Regions from separate parts of the Mus musculus genome. Here region 2 is linked to region 1. The links are chromatin contacts, called in public promoter capture Hi-C maps. All regions are on one chromosome and are shown on one strand. The core of a region is the stretch at or near the end of the contact, and the rest is flanking DNA. Distances in the headings are between cores, read along the strand shown. Region 1 has its middle 69 kb from the start of Etfa. Region 2 holds the start of Isl2 (insulin related protein 2 (islet 2)).

Region 1 (6,677 bases), core at 2,560-5,059:
CAGGATGGTCACAAAGCTCTCAAGGCTCCAAAGGCAAGGCTGAGCAAGGAGGCCCGCCCTTTAGGGCACAGCAGGCAGCCGAGCACTTCGAGGGTGGGGTCTCTCCCACAGGACACCACCAACAGTCCCGTCCGGTGTTTGAATCCTGCCACTACATTTTACTAGTGAGCCTTTTTTTGGGGGGCAGGGGGGTTTACCTCACCCTACGGTGCCTGTGTTTCCTCTGCTGCAGAGCTGGGGAAGTAAGCCTGGTTTGCAGAGCTGTGGCAAGGGTCCAAGACTGTCAAAAGCACCTGTCCCCTTAGGAAATTCTCATAGCCATTTCGGTTATCACCTTCCTTCTCCTCCAGTGGATAGCAACTGCCACCTAAGCTACCCCACTCCTGTGGGAGTCTCCCTTGGGACCCCAGAGTGGTCTTTTCTGAAGGACTAATGGACAGGAAGCCTCTTCTCTGGGCTAGAGACCTTCTAAGGAGTGCTGGCCCACCTTCACAGGCCCCCAGCTATAGCACTCTGGGGAGCCATGAAAGCCAGACCTTTTAACCACAGGCCTGGAGTATCTGCCTTGGGGTCATTCTGTAATGGGGGGAGGTTGTAACTGAGGCCTGGCCCTGGCCCCTTTCCCCAGAGAGGGCTCCAGAGAAGGAACAGTAATGCTGTCTGGTGTCCTGTGTACACTCCTGATACCAAGGACAGCTATCTACACATTCCAGGGTCTCGGCCACCCTCACCGAGAGGCAACTTGGCTCCTCTGCTCTCTGCTGATCTTGCCTCTGTACATGTAGGGGTGTCCAGACCGGTCCGGTTTTCACCCCCTCAGCCCCCATGCTCTTCATCTTGCCTGCCTCTGCTCTGGTCCCTTGCTGGCCAGTCATTCCCCCGAAGCCGCTAGGCTACCCTGCGAGCCGCTCTGTGGCATACTTCTGAAGCATGAGCATCGTCACCTCAAACCAGCATGCAGTGCCCCGCCCCACTGATCTTTTCCGTATATTCCCACACAGCTCTACCCTCACCCCGTCCCCCGATACACTTTTTAACACAAGGCTTCTCCCTGCACTCACAGACCTCTGCCTCCCTTATACATTGCACCTCTGCCGCGTGGCTGTCTCACCATCTCCACCTGACTGATATTCCGTTTGTTCTAATGCTCTGACAGCTGGCTCTCAGTTGGAAGAGACAATCCATAACCTCCCGCTCATGTTTTCTGGAAGTGGTTTGATTTTACAGTTGTGTCAAAAGTACTCCATTAAAAAGTGATATTCTTACTCTTTTAAAATGCCCCGTAATGGTTTCCTCCACTGTCCTGTGGTTCACTGCAGAGGTGGGTGCTGGCTGGCAGTGAGTGTTGGCTGGCAGTGGGTGTTGGCTGGCAGCAGATCTGCAGTGCTCACCTGGCTCAGGTCCTGGTGGATAATCTGCTTAAATCAGCTGTACTAGCTCAGAACCAGGGACAACAGAGTTCAGAAGAATGGCGGCTGAGAAAGGGGGCTAGTTTCAGTCCTGTTGGGGGTAGGTTACTGGTAACTGACCTGATAGACTCCTGTCTTGCAAATGACAGAGCCTGTAGTGTCATCTCGCCCATCATGATGCAGAAAACCTTAACGGCAGCCCCATACCTCATCTCCAAGCTCTCTGGACTTGGGGGACACCAGTGCTGGGCTCTGTGCCAGATGTACCTCCCACTAGTGATGACCCATGGACACCTGGCCCTCAGCCTGCTCCATAGGATTGTTGACATATAGAAAGGCCTCAGAGATCAAGGCTTCACTGTGCTGACTGGTGAGCCAACCAACATCCAAGACTGTCTTTCCCTGTGGCAGGCCTGGCCACACCCAACACTTGCCAGCTGGATGTCCTTTAACACCTTCATCATACTCTTGTTCAGTTAGATAGAGGGATGTAGGTAGAGGAGGCAGCGGCTTTTTCCAGAAGTCACTGGGAGGAAAATGAGGGAAAGCCTAGAGACAGAGGACAGACATCTAAACAGGACCAACAGAGAAGAGGGAGGGATCCAGGCCCTGTTCAGCAGACTTCCAGCCACATTCCTCTCCTATCCCGAAGGGGCAAGGCTCTTCCTTCCCTTACTCTTGGCCTGCTCATCTGTCTACTCTCAGTAGCACTTACAGGACTGGCTTAATGAACTGTATGCCTAGGAGCCTCTGCCTCGGCAGCGGTTTCCCAGGTACCACTAACAGCTAGAGGCCAAGAAGGACCAGCATGCTTGGGTGGGAGGCTGGAGGTGAGGGCTGGGTCTTAATGCTGTTTTTCCTGCTGCTATTCCATCCTTTGCTCTTTGTGGCCAGCGTTTGCTTCTGTCCCATCATGCCCCGGGCACTCCTGCTTCCTTTAGTCACCTTTTCAATTTCTAGATGCTATGACATAAACAGACTGAGGAGAAATAGCATTCAATGGTCTCTAGATTATGGGTAAGTTATTCATCCTTGGCGCTCACCATGCTTGCTTATAGATTATAAACCTGAGAGAAGGGGTCAACTGGAACATTTACTCCAGAGGCGTCTTTGAATAGAGGATCATATACGATTAAGGCACAGGAAACTGAAGAGTTACACCAATAAGAGCAGATATTTGGAAAAGGCTCCCCTCCTTTCATGGTTGCTAATGAGAAAGAGGAGAACATGAGGTACCCATGCCCACCTTAGTATCTACAGAGGACCCTCTGGTAAGGAGATGACAGATCCCCTTCACTGTGCCCCAACCATTGGGATTTCTCTGACCCACAGGCCTTAAAAAAGAATACCTGATTTATCTGAACCCAAGCCTGTCATAAAACTAGAGGATAAAAAGTGGCCTTTACTGGGACCTATCAATCACTGTGTAATTACTTAATGAGTGAGCCAACAGGGTGGAAAGTCTCCACAGCTCTGAGCACGGGCTGAGAGCAGCAAAGATCAGTTTCTTGTTGGGTGAAGCTTGATAGGCTGGCTGTCGTAGGTCCCTGTGTTTCTTAAGTGCTTCACAGTTTCTGCCAAGTGTTGTCAATAAAGGAAGCATTCCCAGAACAGCACCCCAGGGCAACAGAGGGGATTATTAGATATCGGATCCACACTCTGCGAATCTGCTAGGGAAATTGCCAATAGCCAATTTCTGTTGAAAAATGAACAGAGTAGCATTGGCCTAAATACAGGCCCAGCACATGTCTGGAATCTTGCTGGACAGTCTGAGAGAACCAATGACCCTGTTTCATTTGGATAGCATTAGACTTGGTGCCAAGTCACAGGTGTAAAGCTCGCATCTCGAGTTGTTTCTCTAGAAGGCCTCCAGCCTGCTCAAACAGGGACCACATAGGGATGCAGTGAGCAGCAGAGGCAAGCTTGTGAGGAATGCAACCCTGCCTGCCAGCTGGGGCTGACAATGGGCTAGTAGGCCTGGCTCTGGGGTCTCTCCAAATGCCTAACACTTGGAAACTTAGTAGGTGGGTGGACTGCAGAGTGGGGCAGATAACACTTGGCTCCTGGACTCCCCCTAGTATACCTGTGGCCATTTGTGCAATGGGCCAGTGGGATTGGACCTACCTGTTTCCATTCTGCATCTGGCTTTGCCTTCTTGTTCTGTTAGCTTGGATGAGTTAAAAGTTAAGACCTTGGGTTTGGGGATCATGTAAGGCCAGAGCTGAGAAACACTTATCATATAGCATGTGCCCAGTGGGTTCAGGAAGCGGAGCTTCTGCTGCCTCTTGGAGCGTGTGTGGTTTGCATAGAAAGTGGCCCTTGTGTGGCCCTAGGCTGGGGTCAACATGGCTATAGGGAAGATTAAAGGACATGGTATGGAAATCCCACTACTTGATCCAGCCTCTCCCCGGGGAAGACTAAATCATAGTAACTTCTTCCTGATGACAGACTGGACTAGCCCAGCAGGTGGACTGGAGGATGTGGGGAGGTGCCGCAGACGTTTTAGGTCCCAGTGTCTGCGTGGAACGGGGTCTCTCGACGCGGGTGGGCAAAGCGTGGATGGATGACAGACAGACACACACGCAGGAGAGTTTGTGTGGAATCTGAATGTAATGTTACAACTCGAGCATCAGACTTTTTATGCAGAGGACAATAAGGAAGTTGGGTGACATATTCGCAAGGTACAATTGAGGTAACCGGAATCTTACATAAAACAGAGGAATGCAAACACAAAAGGTCTAACGGGAACCACCCAGCATAGAATACATTGATATCAGCTGGGATCAATGAAGGCTCCACCTAAAATTCACTAATCTTAGAAGCCAGGGTCAAGGGCTTCGCGTCCTTGCCATAGTTCCTATTTTAGTCTCTTGTATAGTCCACCTTCCCCTTAGGCCATTATAAATATGTGTATGGGTGTAACTCTGCTATAGTATCTATTCTGGTTTCTCCTTTGGTCTGAAACTTCCTTCTTCCTAAGCGATGGTAAATTCCTGTGTAAGGGAGTGACTTAGCTTTTACAATCTTGCTGAATTCTTTTTTTTTTTTTTTTTAAAGATTTTTTTTTAAGATTTATTTATTTATTATATGTAAGTACACTGTAGCTGTCTTCAGACACACCAGAAGAGGGTGTCAGATCTCGTTACGGATGGTTGTGAGCCACCATGTGGTTGCTGGGATTTGAACTCTGGACCTTCGGAAGAGCAGTCGGGTGCTCTTACCCACTGAGCCATCTCACCAGCCCCATCTTGCTGAATTCTAAACCCTTGATCTTGGTCAAGGATGCCCTTGGACTTTTGGAACACTGGCGGAAGACTTTAGCCATGTCAGAGCACTTATAGGAAAATACTGAAAGAGAGCACGTGGATCCATACTCTAGACTAGCGTAGTACTGGAACTCGGGAATGAAAAATTAATGTATGGGTAGAGAACACTAGCCTCCAGGAGGAGAGCTTCCTTGAAACTCTTTTGCCTCATGAGTGACTTTTAAGCCTTTCGGCTTGTCCAGTTGACTCGACCAGAGAGCGTAGCAGGGAGGGAATGAGCAACCTCGACCAAATATTTCTTCATCTCTTCTTCCATTGCAGATGGGACAAACCGGTCCCAAGATCCCTCCAAAGTCACTCACTACTCAGCTACTTTTTCAAGCACTGGACAGAGTTAGATCTCAGACAAACAAACAAACAAACAAACAAACTTCCAATTTTCCTCTGTCAGGAGGTACATCCCCAATACCCTCTGGGATTTTTCTCTTGCAGGATATGGTGGAGAACTCAGGAATGGTGGAGAACTCAGACCCACCCATCTATATTCACAAAGCTTCTCAGTAGCAGATTAAGAAAAACAGAAAGAGCTCTCTGGGCTGTCATTTGTGGGCACATATGAGCTGATTGTGGATACAGGCTTTCAAGCTGTTGGTCACACCGTGTCCGGCCAGGGACAGGCTCAGGTTAGGCACTGCTAAAGGGAAGTCTGAGGACTTGATTCTTCTCAGTTGTGGCTGCTTGCTACCACTTGCTGATAAGCTTATAAAGCTTAATTCTCAAGCTAAAGCCTGCCAGGTCCTGCTCCCAATGCAGCACAGGAGATGAGACTCATCACCAATCTCTCCAGGTTATAAGGAGGACAACCAATCATCACGGAACTCCGCAGCGAGTCTTCCATTCAGTGTAGGCCAGAGTTCAGTTCCTTCAGAGGAACAAATGCCCTTTGTGTATAAATTGCCGGGTGCTATTTGTTGAGCTAAGAAGTTGGGGCAGGAGGTAGGATTCAGCCCTTCTACTTCAGACCTGTGCTGGCTAGGTAGATGTCAACTCAGCACACACTAGGGCTGTTTGAAAGGTAGATGTCAACTCAGCACACACTAGGGCTGTTTGAAAGGTAGATGTCAACTCAGCACACACTAGGGCTATTTGAAAGGAGGGAACCTCAACTAAGAAAATGTCTCCATAAGATCCAGGTATAAGGGAACAACATGAACTAACCAGTACCCTGGAGCTCGTGTCTCTAGCTGCATATGTATCAGAAGATGGCCTAATCGGCCATCATTGGAAAGAGAGGCCCGTTGGTCTTGCAAACTTTATATGCCTCAGTACAGGGGAATGCCAGGGCCAAGAAGTGGGGGGGGTGGGGGGGGTGGGGGGGAGGGCATAGGGGACTTTTGGGATAGCATTGGAAATGTAAATGAAGAAAATACCTAATTTAAAAAAGGAAAAAAAAGATCCAGTTATAGGGCATTTTCTTAATGAACTATTGTTGGGGAAGGGCCCAGCCCACGGTGGATAGGGCCACCCCTGGGCTTGTGGTCCTGGGTTCTATAAGAAGGTAGGTGGAACAAACCAGTAAGCAGCACCCCTCCATGGCCTCTGCATCCACTCCTGCCTCCAGGTTCCTGGCCTGTCTGTGTTCCTGTCTAACTTCCTCCAGTGAGCTTGAGTGATGTGGAAGCCTAAGTCCTCCCCAGGTTGCTTTGGTCATGGTGTTTCATTACAACAATAGTTCCCCTAAGACAAGACCCAAGTATATTTGTCTTAAAGCGTCTTCCAGACCGCTTTCCTGAGTCAGGCTGGCTCTTTGACTCTGACACGGAGAAAGAACCATGAAACAGCCAAAGAGCAAAGGCCTGTGACTATTATTTTCAGACACAATCTTGGCTCAATTCAAGCCTACCTCCAGCCAAGAGATCTAGGTCCTCTATTGTTTAAACTAAAAAAAATCAAACGATGGTTAAATCATTTCTTCATTCTCAAGCCATCTGGGAGGGACCTC
Region 2 (6,677 bases), core at 1,107-3,606, 98 kb before region 1:
GCTTTTCACACCCACCTCGAACAGCCTCAAGCCTACATTTCAAAACAAAGAGGAGTCCCTGGGCGAACTCAGCTTGGGTTCATTCAACACCAACTCCATTCTGTTTTACTTTCAACCCGGTCTACACACCCTGGATTTTAGCTGCATTGTTTACATTAAAGTCCCCTCTAGGCATTACTAGTTCTGGGTAAACATTTACAAATAGCCCACCAAGACCAATCCCCTCCTTCTACAGTGTGGAAATGGAGTTACAGAGAGGAAGAAATCCCTGGTGCCACACAGAGGGCCTGGTCTACCTCGATCTGAGTAGCAGATCCCCTGGCTTCCTGGAACTGGGGTCTCCTGTCGCACCCTCTCCACCTGCTTCTTGTCAACACTTATTTCCCAGTCTGAGCAACTCCTGGCCAGAGCACCTATCATCCTAGGAGGGTTTTAACCAATAAACTCCCTGAACCTTTCTTTATGCTAGCCGGACATCAAAACAAGAACACAGGCCCCTCTTCTGCGCCGCTGGCCTTCTTCCCTTGGCTCCGGGTGGGATGGATACCTTTTCTCCCTGTTCATCAAAGGAATTCTAAACACAACCCAGACAGGCAGCACCTAGGATTCCGGGTCCTCCACTCTCCCGATCCTACATGGTCCGGGCCACGGAGAACACAACTCCCGAGGCTCTCACGCTCACATACATACAATTCCCCCCGACCCCCGCACTCGCAGACACATAGCAGGGTTCCCAGCGCACGCAGCCTTTCACACCGGCTTCCCGTCGGAAGCTCAGCTGTCGGCTACACAGTCGTACATCCTACTGACGCGGCGCAGCGCTGCGGGCCGGGAGAGAGGCTTACCTGGCAGATGCAGGCCGCGGGCGCCGGGGAGCGGGCCGGGGCTGCGCGGGCTGCCAGCCGCAGCGCGCTCCAGCAGGAGGCCGTGGTCAGCTCGGCAGAGCAGCTCATGCTCCCGCAGCGAGAACTCGTCTCCAGGGAGCAGCTGGCGGCTGCACACGGAGCAGCGGAAGCACTCGATGTGGTACACGCTGTCCCGCGCCCGCATCACCAGGTCACTGCTGCTGAAGCCCACCTGGCACTGGGCACACTTGATGCCGAACAGCCTGCGGGCCCGGGTGCGGCGGGCGTCAGCGCAGGGACCCGAGCCCAGGACGCGCAGCCGTGTCCCCCCCAGCCCAAGGGGGCCGAACCCCGGGTCCCGCCGGCTCACCTGACGTAGTCCCGCTTGCAGTAGGTTTTCCCGTCTCTCACGAAGCACGTGCACGTCTCGTCCAGGTACTGGCTGCACTCCGCGCACTTGAGGCAGGCGGCGTGCCACTCGAGGTCGGGCGACACGCGAAGGATAAACTGGTCGTGGATCTGACTCCCGCAGCCCACGCACATGGCCGTCCCGGGCTTCTCTAGCAGGGAAGGGCGCAGGGCCCGCGTCAGGCCCGGTACAGGACCCGGCCGGCCTTGGCCGCTGCAGCAGCCCCAACCCAACCCGCCCTCCCTTGCTTGATCTCCCGCTCTAAAAGTGAGACCACTTTCGAATGATCCAGAAAGTAGGAAACGAAAACAACACAATCTCCTGATATTTCCATTATCACCGTCTTTGAACGCGGACGTAGTATCGGTTCAGCTAGAGACAGAGCTAACGGGAGGCAGACGACAGCACGGTGACACTGGGGAGCTACGGACGCCTCCGTGTCCACACTGTCAGCCAAGCCCGGATTTCCGCCCGCTCCCGCTCACAGCGACTCCCTATTTCAACGCAGACACCGCAGCATTCAGCCCTGTCCCCTCTTAGCTTCTTCGACAGTTCTTAGTTTAAACACCTCAGATCAAGCTACTGAAACCTCTCTACCTTCCTAAGGCAGAGAAGAAACCCATTTCTCTAAATCAAACCTAATTGTCCTAGCAGAAAAGAAAAAGAATTTCACAGCCTGAGGTCATTCCAGCCAACTTGGGAAATAATGTCTAATTGCAAAATAAAATAGTAGGATTCCAACGAATAAACAGTGTTATGGGCGAAATGCACTGCTTGTTTGTTTGTTTTTTTTTATTCTCCCAAGTATTTTGTCAAATAAAAGCCACTTGTAGAATCCGCTAAACATTCTTCTGCATTGGAAATGTTGCATATCAAGCACACATACACACCCACACACAGAGAAAGACTTACTCTTGGAATGATCCCCCATAGCACCCAGAAAAGGATAATGAAAAATAATATCCACCATGCAGAGAGAGATGTGAGCAAAGCTTGCGGCCGGGGACAGAAGGACCAGGGTCGAGCGCCCAGCCTCTGCTCTTTGCTAACTAACTCCTGCCCCGCGGAGTTGAAGGAGCGATTCCGCACCGGCCCGCACGCAGCATGACGTCAGCACGCACTCGCCCGGGGCCCGAGCTGGAGGCGGGACCTGTAGCGTCACCCAGCTCTCCCACCGCCCTGGGGCTTGCTCGGGAGATGATGGGGACCCGGAGGGTGGGCTGGGGTAGACACGGAGGCGCAGGGAGATTGGCTGGGAGGAAGTGGGAAAGCTCTGATTGGTTCGGAGTGAACAATGGAGCGCAGCCCCCTCCCCCGAAACCTTCCTAGATCCTCTCTGCAGCCCCGGGTCCCGCAATCCCTTGGAAGCCGCATCTCCACCCCGCGGGCTCTGCCGCAGCGCCGCGCTTTCTTCGGACTTGTAGGGCGTTTGCCTAGCAAGGCAATAGTCTTCTGGGAATAGATGAGAGTCGTCTCCCCCTTAAAAGTGTTTTTCTTTTATAATTTTTAAATTAAAAATTCCTCCTGGGGACGACAGACCTTGAGGGAGAAAAGAGGATTCGCTGTTTCGGGACCATCACTGGTCCAGCCGGCCACCTTTCTCCCTGGTGGGCCTGAGCCTTTGTTCGGCGGGGTCCAAGTTAGGGAGAACGGGTAGGAAATGAGCACCTGGGTTTGGATAAACTCTATGCGGACTTTCCCACCCGCGCCGCCTGTAGAAAACTCGATGTTGCAGGTGGGTAAGCCAAAAGGAATCCAGAGACTTAGAGCCACAGTCCTCCCACCCACCCTGGCCTAGGCACTTTTCCTCCCTCCTACTTTTTGCTCTTTTGGTTAAATTGATGCTGACTCCCACCCTCTCCTTTCTCCTCTCAGCTGCATAGAGCCTAAAAACAGTGCTGTGATGTGTCACTCATACAGTAAAAGATTTTTACGAACTCTCTGATTTTGGGTTACACAAACCAATTACAACACAACTAATCAGAAACAAATGTGGGACACGGGGTAATTTACCGTCTTCCCGGTGGCTTTTTAATCCTAGAAAAATCTGCGATTTCTAAGACTCGGGATTTTTTTAAACAAAAATCGTTGTGAATTTTGTTTCAAAGGGTTGAAAGACAAATCGATGAGGTACAAACAGTGTTTATCCAACGGTGGTCTGTTGGTCCCTCACTCCCATTCTGAAAGGACACCAAAAACTTGATACCTCTCTAAGTGGGGCGCGGGTGGGCTTCTGGGATAAAGTATCTCGACCAAAAGCTATGTCCGGACTTGGATCCCGCAGGCCTCGCTGCCCGAGATCTATCTAATTCAGGCGCGGCGGTCCAACTGCTAAGAGCCGAAGCTGCTGGGCTGGGAAATGGTTGCAGTCAAGAGCGTCGGCACAGGTTCTGCAGAAAGTCGGGGTTAGAAAGGCTGCTCGGAGATGCCCCAGCGCTGGAAACAGTCTGGCACCTCGCTCCACAGCCGGATTCCTGTAGCTTTTGACCCCGCCTCCACCTTTAGAGCGCTAGTGTTCTCTGGACCCAGAGTTTTGCCACAGCCTACAACCCGCTTGACAACAGGCCGACCCTTCCCCATCTTTCCTACTAGCGCCCCAGCCGCTCTGGCTCTGGGGCTGGTTAAGTTTGCATGACTGTATCTCTGCTGGTAAACCACAAACCATGAAGTAAAGGGTCCTGCATCAGCGCTGGTCTCTGTGACTTTGGGTGTTTCATTTCTTCTTCCTCCCTCACTTTTCCTCATCTGTGAAATGGGTTGTACTTAGAACAGCTGTCTTTGCTTTGTTAAAAAAAATTAAACTAATCGCAGGGAAAGCCTTAGAATCCTACCTCATCGTGCTCAGTGTCTGGTATCTACAGTAACCATAGTGGTTCTCTCTGTTGGGACCCTATACACTTGGGAGTGTGCCTTTTCTGGAAAGGTATCTGTGTGGGGCCTTGCTGGAAGTGAGGACTAAGCACATCTCTTGCCTGTTGGGCAATGATTTATTTATTTGTGAATGTGCTTGCTTTGCCTGCCCTAGGTGTGGACTTGGATTTATTGTTGAAGCCAGTGAGTGGGCTCTGCACTGTGCCTGCTCCAGGTACTGGGGGATACTTGTCACCTCACCCTCCACCCCAAGGCTATCTTGGGCTAGACCTGGCTCCCATTACCTCTAGATCCTGCAAACCTCCTAGGTAATGGCAGTCTATCTCCGCAGGAGTCCTAGGCTCAACCTTTAACCCTCTCCTACCTAGAGAAAGCCCCTCCTAACCAGAAACTGAGTTCTTGAGAATTTGCTAAGGATAGGGGAGGGGCACTCACCTCCATTTCTCTGCCGCTGTAAAACCATTTTCCAGGTCCCTGAGCATGGGTCTCCGGGGTCCCAGTCACCCCAGGAGTCCAGTGCTGGCATGAGAGGGGCATAAGTGATACACGTGGTCCAGCCTTGCTTCTCCTCCTAAAATGTCCCCTTTGAGAGGAAGCAGGGCTCTCTGCTCTCCACACTCTTGGCAGTGGCCCCTCCTTTCTTGCCCTTGCTGGGAGCGGTGGCCATGGCTTGAGAGCCCTAGCTTCAGCTGTGACATGGAAAGACTTAAGGACTGCAGCAAACGCTCCCTGAGCTCTTCCCTCTGGAAAGCCCTGGAGAAAGCCAGGTGGGTGGGTCATTACTCTGTAACGACAACAGCCCCCCTCCTGAGGACAAGCCTTGCCTGAGGGAAAGAGCAGCAATCTTGGCCTGTGGCCAGGGCTTGGGAGTCGCCTACAAAGGCCAGGCAATGGAAAAAAAAAAAAAAAAAACTGGCTTTTATTTGTTTTTCTGGAGTTTTGTTTGTTTGTTTTGTTGTTGTGAGTCTTTTGGTTTGGTTTGGTTGGTTGTTTTGTTTTGTTGTTGTAGGTTTTTGTTTTGTTTTGGGTTTTGTTTTTTGTTTTTTGTTTTTTTTTTGGCTAGTTTCTCTGTTTTTGCTTTGTCAATCTTTCCATCCTTTCTACCTTCCCTGTCTTTTTCCTCCTAAAACCAGGAAGCAGGACACACTTTTGGGGACTTGCTCCTGGGCCCTTGTATGACAGAGAGCTCGTCATGCTCCCCCTGACTGACAGGGCAGAAGTTGCACACGCTTGCACACATCCCAGCCCAGGGACCCAGATGCGTGTGCCAGCCTGCGCATGCACGTTCATGCAGCCGCACAGACAGCTTCCTCTCTATATCACCGCCTCTGTTCTTACCCCTTCCTGTCCAGAGACTCACAGATGTAAAAAGGAATGCTGGGCCGTGGCAACACCATCACCATGGCTGGTATAGGAGATTCTCTCAGGGCTGTGTGCTTTAACATAGTTCACAGAAATCCCCACATCACGGCTGAGGGACAGTGGTGTGGAAAGGTAAGTAACTCGTTACCAGATCATGCAACTGACTTTCTGTTTCCAGTGTCTGCTTGTAGATTCATCAGTGTATATTACCTGCCAATAAGCTACAGACTATGATCTCCGCCCAACAGAGCAGGAGCTGCTGGTTAGTGGAAGGAGGAGCCTTGAGATCCTCTGGGCATCTTTTCATCACTACAACAAAATAGTTGGCCAAAAAAAAAAAAAAAAAAAAAGTTAAAGAAGGAAGGTTTATTGTGAAAGTGTCCGAGTTTTCACCCATGGTTGGCCCGTCACTCTGAGGCTTCCATGAGGCCAAGCATAATGGCAGAAGGCAGGATAGGACAAGTTGCTAACTTCATGGCAAGACGGAAATGGGGAGAAACCCAGGGCAAGATGTGCCTTTCAAAGACACCTGGCCTATGTCATTCACCCAGGCCTGCCTCCTAATAGCCCACCAACTGCAAACTTATCTATGGATTTATCCTATTGAGCAGGCCAGAGAGCCTCTGGATTCAACACCTTGCAACAATGCCACCAGCTGTGACAGAACCCAGAATACATTAACTATGTAGGGGAGAAATTTTAAATCTACACCACAATAATATCAGAAAGGAAACTAAGGTTCATTATGCAACATGAAGATCACAGAGCTGGAGCTGAAAGCTGGGTTAGCAGACCACCTGCTGGAATGCCTGCCTGTGGGTGTCCTTCTGCCCTTATCCAGGTCTGAGACCACTGAGCGCCTCTCGGGTGTCCACAGCAGACCTTTCCTCTTGCTGCTGCTCCAACCCCTCCAAATCCACTTCCACAGACCTTTCCTTTTCTCCAAAATATTGGAGATGTCAGAGTTCATGACTTTACAGCTTTTAGAAGTGGAGGGCACAGTGAAGCAAAGGCTTGAGGGAAAGAAGAAACTTGCCAAGTCAGGATGAGGCATCAGGCCCCCTGACACTGACAGCCAAGTCCTCTTCTGCTCTGCCTGCATCTCCTACCCCTGTAAGCAGAGAGGTGCCTACTGGCTGGCCCTTCTCTCCTCCCTAACATTTCCCTAGCACTTGCTGTGGAATGAATGG

What was found. Promoter capture Hi-C pulls out the DNA fragments that hold promoters and counts their contacts.
Region 2: a promoter capture Hi-C map of trophoblast stem cells shows a contact between it and region 1, with 3 times the contacts expected there. The contact joins the promoter of Isl2 here to the enhancer-like site in region 1. A contact is called at or near these places in 16 of 39 promoter capture datasets (the C10 cell line, the HPC-7 cell line, the SN4741 cell line and 9 more), 5 of 15 datasets of contacts at CTCF or cohesin (embryonic stem cells, large pre-B cells, liver and 2 more), 110 of 484 Hi-C or Micro-C datasets (2-cell embryo, 3T3-L1-derived adipocytes, the AML12 cell line and 60 more), 15 of 115 datasets of contacts at active chromatin or transcription factors (bone marrow-derived dendritic cells, craniofacial prominence, embryonic hindbrain and 6 more) and 4 of 9 other capture datasets (adipose tissue, embryonic stem cells, liver and 1 more).

Annotation. Positions count from the first base shown.
Region 1 is chr9:55,440,028-55,446,704 of GRCm38.p6, reverse strand. No RefSeq gene overlaps it. Among named protein-coding and RNA genes, the nearest start is that of Etfa, 69 kb to the left of the region's middle. Within about 2 kb of position 3,809, at least 5 of the 459 cell types and tissues checked have an H3K27ac peak or open chromatin away from gene starts, as enhancers often do. A contact at or near this core is called in trophoblast stem cells, where this site is marked.
Region 2 is chr9:55,536,828-55,543,504 of GRCm38.p6, reverse strand. Isl2 (insulin related protein 2 (islet 2)) reads right to left here and starts at 2,356. Exons shown (of 6, transcript NM_027397.3): 1 at 2,167-2,356; 2 at 1,216-1,405; 3 at 846-1,108. The coding sequence starts at 2,224.